2 separate regions of the Mus musculus genome follow, and region 2 is linked to region 1. A link is a contact called in public Hi-C data. All regions are on one chromosome and are shown on one strand. Each heading gives the region's core, a stretch centred on a gene start, on an enhancer-like site or on the middle of the called end of the contact. The rest is flanking DNA. Distances are from core to core; before and after follow the strand shown. Region 1 overlaps Gabbr2 (gamma-aminobutyric acid (GABA) B receptor, 2). Region 2 overlaps Gabbr2 (gamma-aminobutyric acid (GABA) B receptor, 2).

Evidence for each region. Hi-C and Micro-C count contacts between places; a contact is called where the count stands out from the background.
Region 2: a Hi-C map of cerebral cortex shows a contact between it and region 1, with 2.6 times the contacts expected there. The contact joins two enhancer-like sites. A contact is called at or near these places in 4 of 484 Hi-C or Micro-C datasets (bone marrow-derived macrophages, cerebral cortex, embryonic fibroblasts and 1 more) and 1 of 115 datasets of contacts at active chromatin or transcription factors (T-cell acute lymphoblastic leukemia).

What each region holds. Positions count from the first base shown.
Region 1 is chr4:46,746,004-46,748,830 of GRCm38.p6, forward strand. The region is part of intron 8 of Gabbr2 (gamma-aminobutyric acid (GABA) B receptor, 2); the gene reads right to left. Among named protein-coding and RNA genes, the nearest start is that of Tbc1d2, 97 kb to the left of the region's middle. Within about 2 kb of position 1,333, at least 33 of the 459 cell types and tissues checked have an H3K27ac peak or open chromatin away from gene starts, as enhancers often do. A contact at or near this core is called in cerebral cortex, where this site is marked.
Region 2 is chr4:46,926,883-46,929,709 of GRCm38.p6, forward strand. All of the region lies in intron 1 of Gabbr2 (gamma-aminobutyric acid (GABA) B receptor, 2), which reads right to left. Among named protein-coding and RNA genes, the nearest start is that of Gm32135, 46 kb to the left of the region's middle. Within about 2 kb of position 1,404, at least 10 of the 459 cell types and tissues checked have an H3K27ac peak or open chromatin away from gene starts, as enhancers often do. A contact at or near this core is called in cerebral cortex, where this site is marked.

The DNA of each region.
Region 1 (2,827 bases), core at 83-2,582:
CCGCTAAGCAATGAGCATGTGGCTCAATCATAAACCCAATATTCCTGCTGAGCAATGAGCATGTGGCTCATTCATTGGGTGAGGGGATAAGTGAGGGGAATAGGGGATGAGCAAGCCAAAAGGTCTTTCCTTGAGACAGTGGCATCAATATCCTGTCAAATGAGGAGTGTGAGGCAAGGCCAGCCACACTTCCGGTCATTGTAGAGAATGGCTAGGGGAGAAGGTACCACCAGCTGACATGGCCCTTCTCTATGCCAGTCACTGAGCAAGACACTCGACACTATCATGCCCTGAATACTCAGTCACTTTCAAAGCAAGGGGCAAGGTTATCCTTCATAACACTATATATATGTATATATATATATATATATATATATATATATATATATATATATATGAGAGAGAGAGAGAGAGAGAGAGCTCTAAAATGAAATTTCAGAGTGATTAAGCTACTCTGCCTGGCAAGTACTGATACTTTTCACATGAGGGGGGGTGAGCTCCTCATCGCTGGAGGCATTCAAGCAGAGGCCTGGAGAGTCAGGGCTTCTGTAACACAGAGTCTGCTACTCTATGGAGTACAATGTCTACTAAGTAATTCTGTCTTCTGGGCCTCCTTACTTGAGGGCATTCCCCCTGGATGGTGGATGGCGAGGGCTAGCAGGTCTTCAGGCTGGGAACAACACCCTGGTCCCAACAAGCCCACCTTCATCAGTGTCATTCTGTGCCTGCTGACCCATAGCCCTGCTACAGTGCGCTAAAGTTCTGGGGACTCCATCTCTAGTCTTAAAAAGCCAGTGTTTGAGTCCACTGAGCCAGCCTTTCAGACCCTGGCTCATGGAGGGCGCTGCAGTGTGTCAGGAAACAGGAAAGGACATTTAAAAATCAGCCTCAGGAGTCTCTCTAATCAGGGCCAAACTGTCCTAAAAGTTCCCTAGTAGGTTCTGGGAAGTGTCTTCCCGCTGTTATGGCTCTGACATTTGGCCAGAGAGATTGTGAAGTCCCCAGGGCCAGGCACTGTATCTTACTCAACTTGTGCTTCCCTGGAGGGCTCAGCAAAGCAGCAGGCAGATGAAGGGAGAAACCGGTTCAGCATCTGTTCCGTGGGGGTGATGAGGCTATGCATGGAGAGGCGGAGCCTCCACCTCGGGAGGTACAATCTGAATGACAATTATGGCATTAAAAGCCTGCAAGACCCCGGTCCCTTCAGATCAGGTGTGCAGACACCAGCCCCGAGGCTGTCCTTTATATCTCAAGGAAGCCACTATCAGTCAGCCTCACAAACAGGCCTAATGAAGGCAGGCTGCCTGGAGCAGATGCTGGGCTTTCTATGAGAGCGCCAAACAAGGCCTAATCATGCACGCTCTGCTCGGCTTCCTCCCCGCTACAGATTCCCAGTGCTGTTTAGAAGAGGCAGTCACAGGGAATCTTTTTTTCCCTTAAAGGGGAAGAAGAAGTTACTCCTCCAATATTCATCTCCATCCACACAGGGCTCAGGAGACGGCAGAGTGGATGGGGGAGGAGCAGGGAACAGGTAGACTTGGAACTGGGCATGACCAGGATGGGCGGCAAGGCTGCCCCTGCCTCCACCTGCCATCCAGGGTGCGGAGCTTACGGCCCACCAGAGAAGGGCAGATACACATAAGCTATGTGCAGGAGGTCCTAGGATCTAGTGATGGGGGCATGGCCTTTGGGGTAGGGAGGGACCAGGGCCAGTACAGGGACATGAATGGACAGTAGGTGTCTATGTGGGCAGCCGAGGAGGGTATGGCCTCCGGGGATACAAATCAGCATTCTTTGGAGGTATTTCTTCCAGAGTGAAGGATGCTGGCTATTTGCACCTATGCATTATCATGGCTCTGGGTTGATCCCAGCAATGGAAGCATTAACCTACTGGTCCCGCACCTGCTGCCTGACTTGATGTGGGCAGGATCACAAACCTGACTTATGTTGGCTTATGTTGGCTCGGGCTGACCTGTGAGTTTGGCGATGCTAAACCCGCAGTTGCTAGAGTTGATGTCTAAACTTAACATATGAAAAAGAGCCGGGTAATAAAGACAGCAGGCACCCTGCGATCAAGTAATCCATATTTTACAAAGCACTCTGCTCCAGGTGATATAATTTGAGAACTTAGAACATGACAAAAGGATTTAGTTGGTATCGTTCGAAGAACAAGCATATTTGCTAGGATGCTTACTTTGCTCAGCCAATAAAGAAGACTCAACAAATGGGAAAATAATTACATTTGCCTATGATAACACCTTTTGTGCCTGCCAGGGAGCTGACGTGTGTTTCAATTACCCGCCAAGGTAGGATGAATGAATAAACGACACGCTCCCACTAGGAGGGGGCAGCCGGAGATGCACCTCTCTAGATTGATCCGGTGCCTGGTGGGGTCCGCTCAAATGGATCTGAAGAGCTTGCCTCAATTCTGGCTTTCTCTGGAATGACTCTTGGATCTATTCAAAGCAAAGGCCTCCTTCTCTCGTCAAGAAGCCAAGAAGCAGTCCTCTTACAAATGGTCCCTCCAGTGGGGCGGGCTAACCACAATTATAACGACCACACTGAGCCAAACTGAGGCAACTCTCCCAGGGAGTGTCCAGCTCTGCCCATACCCCCTCCCCCTTTATGCTCTGAGGACTACGACAAGTCACCATCCTTCTCTGAACTGTTTTCATGATACATGGAACGTGGTAGGGGTGGTTTCTGAGCTCCACCTTCACTCTAGCAACAGTAGCAGAAACCCCACTAAATGGACTAGTTCCTACAGAACAGTATGTGATATGTAAAAAGAGAGAGAGTGTGTGTGTGTGTGTGTGTGTGTGTGTGT
Region 2 (2,827 bases), core at 154-2,653, 180 kb after region 1:
CCATCCGCTGTTTGACTGTGGGTGAGTAGAGCCTCTCAGAAGACAACAAATTCTTGTCACTTTTAATATTCTTTCTTTGTAGTGTTGGATCTATTAAGATACCTAAGGAAAATGGCAAAGCAGGGTCTGGGAATCTGGATTCGGGCCGAGAACATCACTTGATTGGTTAAGTTCTTGCCTCACATAGAGCATGAGTTTGGATGCCTAGATGCAGTAGCTTGTGTATGTAATCACGGTTCTCCCACTGAGACATGGGGGGGTGGCTGAGGCAGGAGGGGCTCTGTAGGCATAAGGGACAGAGGGACAGTCAGCTGGACATATGCAGTGGAAAAGAACAAAGAGACTGTCTCAGGCAAGGTGGAAAGTGAGAGCCAACACCTGAGGAAATCACAACTCCACAAGCATGCATGCATGTACACATGCATGTGTGTGCACACACACACATGTACATGCACACACACACACACACACATACACACACACACACACACACACATATTACATTTGTAAGGTAGAGAGATAACTGTTAAGAACAGCTAGCAATCTTCCAGGAGACCCGAGTTCAGTCTCCAGAATCCACACTGACTGGTACAAACACTCACACACACACACTACATGATGATTTATGTAATCATCCCAACACCCATGCTTTAAAAATGATTTTAGTCAATCCAGGTTCAGCCCTGACTGTGGACCCCTTGGAAGGACAGTTGGCTTCCTCAGTCCAACTGTCCTGCTCTCTCAGATGAGGTTGAACATGCTATCCTGTAAGGTTGCTCTTAGGATCATGGTCTCTAATGCAGACACTCACCTTAATACTGCCTGAGCACCCACTGTGTGCTTCCTGTCATTTATTCCCCATAGTGAGGATACAAGCAATTGGGGAACAGACAGCAACCCCTGTCTTTAAAAAACTCAGCTTCTGAAAGAAGTTAGCTAACAAGTCTATTAATACTGATAACACTACCCAGAGTCAGGACAACGCTACAATTCATAGTTGCCATCAACGGAACCCGGCCATCTTTCGGTTACCAAAAACATATTTCGATTTAAAAATAGTTGCATTCTCTAACTCATCTAACTCCCTTCCTAAGATGGATCTCAATTACAGTTCTTGAAGCTGCTGTGCAGTGCAGGGTTACATCATCACACCAAAGACTTCCTATGACATTTGAATCTAATTCAAGAAAAAAAAAAAAAGATCTGATTTCAGCAGCTTTTAGTCCAGACTTTAGAAAAATTAATTATGCATGCATTCAAGTTGCAATGAGCAAACTTGATAATTTAGGCAGTTTAGCAATTGGGTTGAAATTGTATCGCTAATTTAAAGTCCTCTGCACCACTGGCTTCAGATACAAGGTTATGAAGCAGAATTAGCCTGGACCAGAACAGTGACTCAGCATGAGCAGTCCCGGCTGCCTTGACTGATTTTTAGGAACAGAGAAGAGAAGGCTCCTGGCTGAGCCCAGATGGCGATCACTAGGGTGCACCAGGGCTGCAAGTGAGCCTGCCTGAGTCATTTCTGCCCCCAACCCAACAAAAGCCACAGTGCCCTCTTCACAACCCTGGGAGAGGAATCACAATAAATGAAGCTTTGGGGCTTTAGGGACCTTTCTTAGCCTCTCTCAGGCTCCTTATCTGCAAAGCAAATGTGGCCACAGTACCTTCCCAGTATCTGGGAAGTTGAGTTAAAATATGTCAAATGTCTGGTACACAGGAAGTGCTCAATAAATGCAGCTTCTTGGCATATTTGATGTGGTGGTTTTCATATGTGACACAAACCCTTAGTAGCTTTTCTCCTTGACAAGAGAGGCCATGATAAGGTCCATTGGCTTTGAGTGCCCCAGCCTAGCCTGCCTATGTTCTGCCTGGAATTCCAATCCAAGGAGCTCTAGGTATAACAAAATGGTTGTTGGTTTCTGTCATTAAGTTTGGAATGGCTTGTTACATACAGTCAGTGCCTGGAACACTCAGCAGGTGCACTCATCCCTTCTACACTCCTTGGGCCTTCTTTGAGCAAGTCAATGCAATGGGTACAAAGGGAGCCTCGAGAGTGCCTTCCTATTTATATCTGTGCCAGCACGTGGCTATAAACAGCAGTGTGTCTGTGGGCGCAGGAAGGGCCCAGCTTGCTCTGCTCTCCTACCCAGGCTGTCAGTACCCCAGTCACCGGCAGCTTTGAGCTACCCATGCAAAGCAAACTGGCTTGAGACACTCCCAAGAATTTAGCACGGCTCTAGGAAGCCAGTATGAGCTGACTTCAGAGCATCACAGAAAACCACATTCTAGGTAAGAAAATTGCTAAGAAAGATGTATAGCTCTGGGTGGGAGGCGGTGGGGACTATTTAAGTCCCAAACTCCCAATGATCTTCTCCGGAAAATAAGGGACAACAATAAATAGCACACAGCCAGGACATAACAAGGCTTCCAGAGCTGCTGATAGCCTCCAGCGACGGACCCAGGAGAGAGGAGTAAAGTGAGGCCAGGCACTATTTGTTGGAAACATCATGGAGACAGGAGGAGCTGATGACTTGGTGGAGGTGAAGCCCATCCCAGATCACCTTAGACTGAAGAGGTGCAAGACTACCCCCAAGTAAGAAAGCAGTGAAGGCAGAGAGCTTGCCTCAGGCTTGGGTTTGATGGGAGAGAGATGGGAGCCAGGCCTGGATACCTGATGCTGAGACAGAGGGCAGAGTGGGCTGAGCGAACGGGGACGCCCTCAGCAAAGGGTGGAAGAAACAGTCAGGCAATCTACTGTATGGAACGGAAGACTGAAGAGTTAAAGGCACGCACCACCTTTCCCTGGAAGGCAGGACGAGTCTCCCCA